Linked DNA regions of Zea mays: region 2 is linked to region 1. The links are chromatin contacts, called in public Hi-C maps. All regions are on one chromosome and are shown on one strand. Each heading gives the region's core, a stretch centred on a gene start, on an enhancer-like site or on the middle of the called end of the contact. The rest is flanking DNA. Distances are from core to core; before and after follow the strand shown. Region 1 holds the start of LOC100501489. Region 2 holds the start of LOC100285657 (Putative rRNA large subunit pseudouridine synthase SVR1, chloroplastic).

Region 1 (5,371 bases), core at 299-2,798:
CATGCATGTTTTTCGTGTGCACAATAATTTTCGGATCTGCCATAATTTTTAGAGTTGCCATAATTTTTGGATATGAAATCACACCTCCATCAAAATAGAAACTGCATGCACATCTGGTAAGGACACGGCCAGGGCTTCCTGTAACTACTAGAAATCCCTGAGCTCCTAATATCCTTTCCCTAGTAAAATATTACCCTCCTCGTTCCAAAATATAGTTCTTTCTAGCCCACCTTTATGTCCACCATCATTTTAATGATAATAAATATAAATATACTTGCAAACTACATTCACATGTTACTTAATAAATATGTAATTAGTCTAAAAACGAATTACATTTGGGACAAAAGGAGTACAATATAGTAAAATGCACAATATCAATTATAATTCATGAATTTCTATCACATAGCAAACGTCAAATTTAAAATTTTTCTAGACCTGTATCTAATTTAAATATTTTCTAGAAATATTTAAATTAGATGTATATGAAATATCGTGGTGACCTTTAATCGGATTATTTGATGACGTTTAATGAATTATGATGGTTATTGTGCATTTTACTACTTTTGATATTTTGTTTTGTAAACTAATTATGTTATATTATATTGATCAGATGCTTAGAACATTTTTTATGTGTTCCTTCATATGGGCATGCAGCCGTGTTTGTATCGTGAGAGGTAAATTGGTCAAAGCACGTAAACTTTGGTGTTAAAACTTAATTAGAGTGGAGAAAGATAGAAATTTGTAGCTATCATAATCTATATTCACCCTTCGCGATATCACACACGGTATAAAAAATAGTGCAAAGTGGGGGCTTAAACCTACATCCCCTTCTCCAAACATTTATGGATAATCACCAAACTAGACATACCTTAGTGTTTATCTATATCTATATTAATTTATTAAGAACCTAATGTAAATACCTGGTGATACCATGGCTTCACCCTCCGCGCTACCACACCGTGCAAAAGAAAATGTAAAGTGAGTATTCAAACCCACAACCTCTTGCTCCAAACATTTTGGATAACCACCAGACTACATATACCTTAGTGTTTATAAATAAACAATAATTATATTTAATAAATATCTCAATATCTATTTATTTATACTACTTTATTAAAAACATAATGTGTACACCTGCCACAGTGCCACACTGACACTATGCTATTGCCATGTGGCACCTGCTCAACACCCGACCCCACCCACACAACGAAAAAAAGTGTAGCGCGAGCATTCGAACTCCACCCAGCTCAAAATATTTAAGGATAACCACCAGAACACACATACCTTAGTGTTTAGAAATAAATAATAATTATATTTAAATAACTATTCTAATACCTATTTATATGATATATATACGAAAAATGAGTAGTATTAAGATCCAATGTCTTGAATCCTTATTTTACCAGTGATATTATTTATATCATCGTTTTAAAGGCGGTATATATCAAATTCTCCCCTCAGGAGACACTGTATCAAATGGGTCGCTTACCTCAAATGATCTTGCAAAGAATGGAGGAAAGCGGTTTATCGTTGAGGAAGAGTAGTGTTAAATAAAAACCCCGGTCCCCTTCTGTCCGCCGCCATAAACCCTAAGACACAAGCGCGCTGCCTGAACCACCCAGCCCACGCGCCGGCGGCCGCCCGCCATGGTGAAGGCTTACCTCCGCTACGAGCCGGCCCTCACCTTCGGTGTGATTGCGTCGCCGGAGTCCAACGTCGTCTACGACCCCTCGGGCCGCCGCCTCCTCGCCGCCGCCCTCGACCGCCTCGCCGCCTGGGACATCAAGCGTGGTCTTCCCTCTGTCTCCTTCGCACCTTCCTCCTCCTCCCCTTCGCTCGCCGTCTCCTGCATCGCTTCCTCCCACTCCGCCGCCGTCTCCTCTTCGGTACCCCTGATCCCTCTCCGGCTCTCCCTGTCTTCAGCTCTCTTCGAATTTGGCAGGCTGGTTCCCGCGTTTGAATTTGACTCAATTTCGTGCGTTGGTGCTTTGTTTGGTATAGATTGCGAGCGGGCACGCAGATGGGAGCATCAGGCTGTGGGACGCGGAAACAGGTGCTTGCGAGGCAACCCTCCACGGCCACCGCTCCGCTGCCTCCGCCCTCCGCTTCGGCCCCTCTGGCGCCGTCCTCGCTTCTGGCAGCAAGGACTGCGATGTCATCCTCTGGGACGTCGTTGCGCAGGCTGGGCTCTTCCGTCTGCGTGGCCACCGTGACCAGGTACATTGCGGCTTCAGATGTCTGAGTCTGTTTGATTGGTTAGCAAAGGTTAGTAGCGCTAATTGAGGGGATTACAATGTGCAGGTCACCGATTTGGTGTTTCTGGATTCTGGTAAGAAGCTGATGAGCTGCTCCAAGGACAAGTTTATTAGGGTTTGGGACCTTGAAACACAGCACTGTCTTCAAATCGTTGGTGGTCACCGCAGTGAGATTTGGTCAATGGATGTTGATCCTAGCGAGAGATTTTTAGTGTCTGGGTCTGCTGATCCAGAGCTGCAAGTGTTTAGAATCCGGCAATCAGTGGAGGAAGGCGAGGATTGGAGCAAGTGGGATGTGCTCAAGCTATTTGGTGAGATTCCACGGCAGAGCAAGGAACGAGTGGCAAATGTTAGGTTTAATAGGGACGGCAGTCTTGTGGTATGCCAGGTGGCTGGGAAGACAGCAGATATTTATAGGGTTCTTGATGAAACAGAGGCTGCACGTAAGGCCAAAAGGCGGGTGAGCAGAAAGAAGGAGAAAGCATCTGCGAAATCCATGATTGCTGAAGAGAATGGCACTATCATTGATCCTTTACCAGTTCAAAACTTACAAAATCCTACTGTTATTGTCACCGATGTATTTAAGCTATTTCAAGTTTTACGTGCAAGCAAAAAAATATGTTCGATTACATTCTCTCCAAGTAATCCTCCAAGAGGATGCCTTGCCACTTTGTCTCTATCACTCAACAATAACATGCTTGAGACATATTCAGTGGATAAGGAGAAGGTATCAAAGATGTACTCAGTTGAGATGCATGGACACCGTTCTGACATCAGGAGTGTCTCCCTTAATTCGGAGGACAACCTCCTTATGTCGACTAGTCATAACGCTGTCAAGATATGGAACCCTAGTACAGGGGAATGCCTTCGGACCATTGACTCTGGATATGGGTTGTCAAGTGCTTTCGTTGGAAATCGGTATGCTCTTGTTGGTACAAAAAGTGGTACGTTGGAGATTATGGATATTGCTAGTGGGAGCTTAACTGAGGCCATAGAAGCTCATGCTGGCTCCATACGGTCAATTGTACCTATTCCAGATGAAGATGGAACTGTTGGTGCACGAGGCTTTGTCACTGGAAGTGCTGATCATGATGTCAAGTTCTGGGAATACCAATTGGTGCAGAAGTCTGATAACGTGAGCCTCTTGTATTCCACTTAAAATGCGCCAAGTAATGTTGTGCATCAGTTCCTGTTTTCCTAGTTACTTCTCCACAGATCAGTTCCAAGAAAAACACCATTTTAAATTTTTATATTGAGTGGTGATGATTTTCTTATATGACTGCCTTCTGTATTGTTTTTCACCTCAAAAATTGTTGCTCCATCCATCAACTCGATTGGATGTTATTGAATAACAGTTCCAGGTCAAAAGAATTTTTTGTGTCACTGTACTGTTGATGTAGTACCTTACTACCTTTTTTATGATAAAATGGCTCGTTCATCTCTGTATCAATTCCAAAGATTCAATCGTGTGGCTATTATTTATTGCTGGAGTTCTTGGTCTATTTTCTCTGAAAGAAATAAAGAATCCCAATAACTCTGCTAAGCAGCTTATTGATTTCTTAACTTTGTTACAGGACTCTAAGCAGCTGACTGTAACTAATGTGAGGACCTTGAAAATGACAGAAGATGTTCTTGCTGTCTCGATCAGTCCCGAAGGAAAGCACATTGCTGTTGCTCTCTTGGATTGCCATGTCAAGGTTGCTCTCTAAATCATTTCTACTCACATAACATTTACTTTTATATGCGGTTTTATGCAACAGGAAATTTGGAACACTATCATTTATGTGTTTAGAATATTTACATGTATTTATATTATTTGGGGAGATGGTACAGGATCGTTGAACCTGAACCCTGGTCCATATGATTGGATTGTTTATGTAATCTAGATTAGGTATTGTTATTATAGCAAGATATCTCATTGATATATGCCTGTGATTCTCTGTCTACCATTATAATATTTCTGAAGTGCCATCTGTATGTTTACACTAGGTGCTTATTTGCTTCCAGAAGAAAGGAAGTGTCAATATTTATAGTCTGCACACTTGTTAAATTAATAGGTTCTTAGTGTGTCGAGTCAGTGAATTAAGTGATTATTGACGCATGACAGTCATCATTTACCCTTCTCTAATTCTTCTGAAAATGTAAAATCCAAGAGATGTCAATGGTGCTTTCACTTTCTACGCTAAGTTTGGTTGCTACTTAGGTAATTACTTCTGTTATTATTTAGTAATAACATTGTTCTGATCAAAGCCATGAATCTTAAGGACAACTGCATCATTTCACATAGAAATCTGAGGTACAAACTACATTTCAGAAAGTGGAAACAATTAGGAATAAAAAGTTGCTTCAATCTATAGTTAGTTAGTTACCTTTTGTTACTTTCCTTCCCTCAAATATTCATATGTTTATACAGGTCTTCCACATGGACACACTGAAACCATCTTTAAACCTTTATGGGCACAAACTTCCAGTTCTCTGTATGGACATATCATCAGATGGAGCTTTGCTAGTTACTGGCTCTGCGGACAAAAATTTGAAGATATGGGGTATGGATTTTGGGGACTGCCACAGGTCTATATTTGCTCACTCAGACAGGTATGATATTGCCTTTTTAATCATTGTTTTTCGTTTTGATTATAGGCAGAACCTTATATTTTTTGGATGTCTTCACTTTGCAGTGTGATGGATGTTAAGTTTGTGTATAGAACTCATTATATGTTCAGTGTGGGGAAAGATCGCACTATGAAGTACTGGGATGCTGATAAATTTGAGTTATTGTTAACACTTGAAGGACATCATGCTGAAGTTTGGTGCCTCACACTCAGCAGTCGCGGTGATTTTGTTGTAACAGGTTCACATGATCGTTCCATTCGGCGTTGGGATCGTACTGAAGAACAACTGTTCATTGAGGTATTTTGTGATTATATAGGGTTGAGATGAAATTTCTTTTTGAGTAGTCTTGGAACATATTCTAGCAGTTTCTTCAACTTTATTAGAGATTGCTCTTTTTCACCCCTAAATCTGCAATATACCCCAGGAAGAGAAGGAGAAAAGATTGGAAGAAACCTTTGAGGCTGATTTAGAAAACGATAATGACTATAGATATGGGCAGAAAG
Region 2 (6,126 bases), core at 100-2,599, 300 kb after region 1:
GTTGCAGACTCATGGAAGTTGAACATCCTCTCGATTACGAGTATGAAAGAAAAACAATCGAATAAGACCTGCCCTACATTGGAAGGGGTCTTGGAATATTGGGGAGATTGCTCGTTGAGTAGGTTGGTGAAGGTTTTAAAGTTAAAATGTCATATAAATCCATATTGATTAGTATCGATCATGTTGATCGGTCAGCGGAACTATGAACTAGTCGATTGAACCGATTAAACGTTGAAACTAGGTCAGTCAATACGATCACCTGCGTAAAGTTTAGAAAATGGAAGCCATTATATGAACAATTTAAATTGGAAATCAGCTAATCACCATGTTCAAAGGGGTCGCACCATTTCCTGGAATCTAAAATATTGAGAATCTAATCCTTTGATACGGTAGAGGGAAATAATTGAAACATTTGCTTCCACATTGATCAAGCAAAGCAGTAAAGTTTAGAAGCAAAAAGGCACACAACACTAAGAATATATCAGTTGAAATGGTTGTTTCTTGCATTAAATAATGTACTTCGATGAAAGTAAAACATACCATGATGGGTTTGTGGTGGATGAAGTTTACATGGACAAGTACAAAAGACCTATTAAAGCAAAAATAAAATCACCAACAAAGATTAACTCACGTGGTGATTGTATATAGAACTAAAACTTAGTTATTTTATTAACATACATCCAAAATAAAAACATTCTAGGAAATCTATGATGGAACCATAGACTAACTAAAGCCAAGAAAATATACTGAATCATACCTGTCTAGATTGGCAACTTATGAGGTGCAAACCAAGTTTTCATATAAACTCCGTGCAAACCAACTAACATATGTCAAAAGAAAATAAAAAGATATACTTCATTGTCTACTATACCATTGTATAAAATTTCAAGTTTAAAATTTCTTCTTCTTTGTATCTCTTAACATATGATGAATTTTAACTTGAAATTTTATACAGTGCTATAGTAGGCAAAGAAGTACATATATAATTTTCTTTAGAATTTTTTGTGACATTTGTTAGTTGGTTTGTACGAAATTTGCACAATAATTTGGTTTGCATATGATACGTTGGCGTTTAGATTATGTACTTCTTTAAAGAAAGAAAAAAGAGAAGGAATTTAGAAGTTGTTATTACTCCTATAAAATAAAAGAATTTAGTACTGGGACTGGACTGAGCGGCCCACTACAAGCTTTGGGCTCGTTCGGGCCTCGCCGGAAGTTCCCAACCGAGTGGAACCGGGCTTCTTCTCCGCAACCTACGTGCCAGTTTTGTACTGCCGAAGGAATTTTCGTCTGGGTGCGTTTGCGTCGGCTCCCAGGCCCCAGCTTCTCCGTGGCGATATGCCGATATCCGATAAACCCCGCACATCCTGACTGCAACTCTGAACAGCGAAGCACCCATGGCCCTCGCCACCACAGCCGTCTCCCTCCACCTTTTCCTCACCCGGCCCGCCTCCGTGCTCCGCGTAGGCCGCGGCCTCCCATGCCTCCTCCTCCGAGCCACTTCGTCCACCTCCGCCTCCCCGGACTTCAACATCACCTTCGCGGAGCCCGCGCCGTCCAAAAAGGCCCCGTCCGCGCAGCCGCTGGTCCCGTGGATCGTCCGCGGGGAGGACGGCAAGCCCCGCCTCAGCACCTCCCCGCCGCCGGACGTAATCCAGGCCATCGCGCTCGCGGAGGCGGAGGCCAAGAAGGCCGCCAAGAAGGAAACCCTCAAGGGCCAGAATGGCGCAGTTGCCGCCGCCGCCGCGGCTGCTTCCAATGCCAGCGTCAAGGGCAAGGAAAGGAAGCCCGCCCCGACCGTGCCGCCCAAGTTCTCCAAGGCAGCCAGGAGGTTTTACAATGAGAATATCAAGGAGCGGGAGCCGCAACGGCTCGCCAAGGTCCTTGCCGCCGCAGGAGGTAGTCCTTGTCCTACTGTTTTTCTGGACCTCAGGCATTCAATCAAGTAGTAATAGCTGGAGGAGTATTCTAGATGAGTTTTTTTCCATGCGTTAACGTTCCTCATCTTAGATCAGAATAGGTATTGATTTAGTAATATGTCAGCTTTTGTTAGTTTGTGGAGCACTGGACTGTGGAGATAGCAATGCTTGTATGATACCATGGTGATATCTGGGGTTCTACTAGGACTTAGCCATTTTTTACCAAATGGCATACTCGCTCCATCCCAAATTATATATATAAATAACTTGACCTGCAGGAATAAGACAGACCTAGACATTGTATTAAGATGGAGACCTTATCACGCAGGTCGAGAAAACCTCTCAAACCCCTGCCCCACCCATACATAGAGGCGCCATAGCCCATATGAGAATGACCGCAACAAGGGCCGGTTCTTAGACCTGTGCTTTGTCGTGGGGCAGACGAAGAGATTTTTTAACCCTAATCTGAAATTTGCTCTCATGACATGATAAGTGCTACTCAGACCATCTAGCTAACTCAGCTAGTGGCCATTTGACTCTAAAGGAGACTCCAAATAATAAGTCATTCCAACTTTTTTGTAGAGTGAAAAGCATCTAAAGTTTGATCAAATTTATTAAAAATAATATCATTTATGACACCAGCTAAGTATCATTAGATTCTTTATTAATTATATTTTTATAGTATATCTTTTTGATGTTATAAATCTCTATAACTCTCTCTCTCTATATATTTGCTCAAACATGAGATGTTTTCTAAGAAAGTTGGAATGACTGATAATTTGGAACGGAGAGAGTACATTAGAAAATCCAGATTGTTCTCCTTTAGAGTCAGATAGCTCTCCCAAAATTGGTGGCTTCTATTACATACTTGTCTTGTTTGCTCCTGATATCTTTAGCAGTTTGGGTTGCTATTTCCACTTGTCATTTGTGATATTGTGGAGTTTGGATTTTCTTTAGTTCCTTTCGAGTAACTCTAGAAACATAACACTCCACTCTTCAAAACTTTTGGTTTTGCTCACCGTTGTCTGTTAAGATGCTTACTAAATGACTCTTTCCAGTGGCATCAAGAAGGACCAGTGAGGAGCTCATCTTCCAAGGGAAGGTGACTGTCAATGGTTCAGTCTGTACTTCTCCTCAGGTATTAATTCTCAGAGTTTTTGTCTTCTATGAATGAGGAGATACTAGTTTTGCTACCATAATGTTTTGCTTTCATAGTAATGTTCACTGTTAATCTTACCACAATCGCTTGGTCCAAGAACACTTGAACTGTTTTATGTGACTTGATTTTTTACGCGCATTATGCTATGAACAAAATTTCTTTTTCTGCGGTTAAATCAAAGGATAAAATAACTCATTTTGTGCAGACCAAAGTTGACATCTCAAAGGATTCTATCTACGTTAACGGGAACCGCATTTCCAAGAAGTTGCCTCCAAAGCTGTATTTTGCTGTTAACAAGCCAAAGGGGTTGGTCTCTTCTTTTTCATATTTGATTTGTGTGCTGCATCTGTAGCCAAGGCCTGGGCTCCATGTGTTCCAGCCCTGTCTCTTGGTCTACAAGTCCATGGAAGGCCACTTAACTATATGTAGAAACATCATGGTCATAAGGGATTTTAGGCATATTTGAACAGGCTCGGCCTGGGTCTCAGGTCATTTCTGGCATCATCCCTGTGCATTAACCATGATTATCTTGTATTCCAGTGAATTATTTTTGAATCAGAGAAAAAGAACCATCAACCTTATGAATTTTGTTTCTGTGCTACAGGTACATTTGCTCATGTGGTGAAGAGTCAAAATCTGTTGTCTCCTTATTTAATGATTATTTGAAGGGCTGGGTATGTTCCATACAGGGCTGGCATAACATTCATTTTGTACATATATTGGGTAAATCTCTATTATACCTATGCATATTTACAGAACAAGATTCAACCAGGGTTGCCAAAACCACGCTTGTTTACTGTGGGTCGTCTTGATGTTGCCACGGCTGGTCTGATAATAGTCACAAATGATGGTAAGTTGATCATATGTAGTAATATGTACTCTCTCAGTTATAGATTGTAAGTCATTTTGGCTTTTCTAGATACGTAACTTTTTACTCAGATATACATTATGTCTAGAACACAGTAAAAGGCTAAAAATTATGCAACTAGAAAAGCCAGAGCGACTTACAATTTCGAACAGAGGGAGTACTTTGGAAAAAGAACAGTTTTTGTCATCCAAGACCTAAGCTTGATTTTCTCCTCTCTTTTAGGTGAGTTTGCTCAAAAGCTTGCACATCCTTCTTCAAATGTAACAAAAGAGTAAGTTTAACGTCTTTTGCGTGTTTATATGCCATTTGAATACTGTGATGTAATGCAAAAGTAACGTGTACTGGAACTACTGCGAATGCTATTCATTATGCAAAATCCGGTAGCACAAATTAGTAAATAAAGTCTTCTACCATATAATATGAGAACTATGAAAGAAGACCATTAGAATAGGTGTATAGGATCAATATTACAACTCTTCTCTGTGGATGGATTTACAATTATAGATCAGTTTTTAAATGGTTGCTGGGCAATGAATAGGAAAAGTGAACATAAATTTGATCTGACAGGTTTGTGTTTTTTCAATGCTGCAGATATGTGGTGACTATTGATGGTGCCGTGCACAAAAAACATCTCATAGCTATCAGTGAAGGCACAAAAATTGATGGGGTCATGTGCATTCCTGATTTAGTAGAACCATTGGCTGCCCAATCAGATACAAGAAAGACCCGCCTAAGGATAGTGGTAATTTTTTTCTAGCTTCATTTATTCTGTTCTGTTCCTCTTTGCTTTTGGATTCACTTAAGCAATGCTGCTGCTGTCTATCCTCAGGACTATTAAACAATAGGTAATTTTGCTTGTCCACTTACTCTTTATCTGTTGCTGTATATCCACTATAGTCAAACGGAAGTTTCTTCGAATAGTATCCTGTGGGAATGATTGTGTATTAGTTGGTACTTTATAGGCTTGCAAAGTGCTTGGCAGATATTTATAGTTCGTCACAATGTGTGGCAAGCAAGTAATTCCGTGGATAATTTGTTTGGCTTTTACATAAATTCCAATATGTTTCGGTTACTTTTTGCAATATTTGAAACTATTGATGCTGTTGTAAAATAACATATGTTTCAATTTGTTCACAAAATGTGAAAGTGCATTTAGCTGAGTTGGTTAGGTAGTCTGAATAGCACTAACCAGATCTCGGGTTCGACTCCCCGTGGGAGCGAGTTTCATACTTTCAGGCTGAGGTTAATAAAACTCACTCGATGGTTCCCTTGGTCGGCATGGGTGAACCGACCTATGGTGGTTGGGCCCTCATGTAATGGGTTGGTTGTGTGGGTTGGGCCTCAAAGCACGGGTCAAGGCCCGAACCATAGGGGGTGCCATCCTCATGTATGAGGGGGGCAACTTTCATGGCTTTTCTCGGCCAGGCTCCGGTTGAGCTCTTAGTGAAATATTGTGGGGGCGATCTTTCCCCCAGCGGTTGAGTTTTTTTTATTTGTTTGCGATTGGAAAAGGCACTATCACCTGATGGACTAATGCTGGAACCTTTTTATTGTATTGTTATATTTCAAAGCCTGGTGGAATGGACATATTGTCATATCGGTGCAATGACTACATTTTGTTATATTACTGAATTTATTATATTTCACTTCCTCACTATCATATAGTATTTCCGTATTATGAGGGCTAGACCCAGTGTCAGAGGCTTCCACATGAGTATGGTCTGTGGAAAGGATAAACTAAGGCAAGCCTTCCTCTGCAAATGCGGAGAGGCTGCTTTGAACCGGTGACTTGGTGACTGCACTATGTCTGCCCTTCTATTTCCATATTATGAGGAAGTGCAATTAATTTCACATGCTTGTTGGTCGAGGAATCAAGCATGTAGTTATAGCAATTCCTGCTATACCCTTGGTCCCTACTCTGATGGCTTGTTATAGTCCCATTTTTGTTGGGCTGCCAGTAGCATTCTAACATGCGAAGTTTTTCTCTAGTTGCTGCAAATAAACTTGACTGAAGAAATGTTCTAAACATGCTAAGCATTGCGTGTTATTTTCTATTCTCCATTGATATTCTTGATTTCTTAGGTTCATGAAGGACGGAATCATGAAGTTCGTGAACTTGTACAGAATGCAGGGCTACAGGTTGGTTTGTTTTTGTCCACATGTTCTTTTGTAGTTTATTG

Evidence for each region. A called contact is a pair of places that touch in the nucleus more often than the background predicts.
Region 2: a contact with region 1 is called in a Hi-C map of leaf, with 8 times the contacts expected there. The contact joins the promoter of LOC100285657 here to the promoter of LOC100501489 in region 1. A contact is called at or near these places in 6 of 25 Hi-C or Micro-C datasets (ear, endosperm, leaf and 1 more).

The regions. Positions count from the first base shown.
Region 1 is chr1:11,477,798-11,483,168 of Zm-B73-REFERENCE-NAM-5.0, forward strand. LOC100501489 reads left to right here and starts at 1,549. Exons shown (of 12, transcript NM_001361332.1): 1 at 1,549-1,886; 2 at 2,002-2,217; 3 at 2,302-3,390; 4 at 3,830-3,952; 5 at 4,669-4,850; 6 at 4,934-5,165; 7 at 5,293-5,371. The coding sequence starts at 1,647.
Region 2 is chr1:11,775,363-11,781,488 of Zm-B73-REFERENCE-NAM-5.0, forward strand. LOC100285657 (Putative rRNA large subunit pseudouridine synthase SVR1, chloroplastic) reads left to right here and starts at 1,350. Exons shown (of 10, transcript NM_001158548.2): 1 at 1,350-1,899; 2 at 2,978-3,057; 3 at 3,284-3,384; 4 at 3,683-3,752; 5 at 3,835-3,928; 6 at 4,169-4,217; 7 at 4,538-4,688; 8 at 6,029-6,085. The coding sequence starts at 1,398.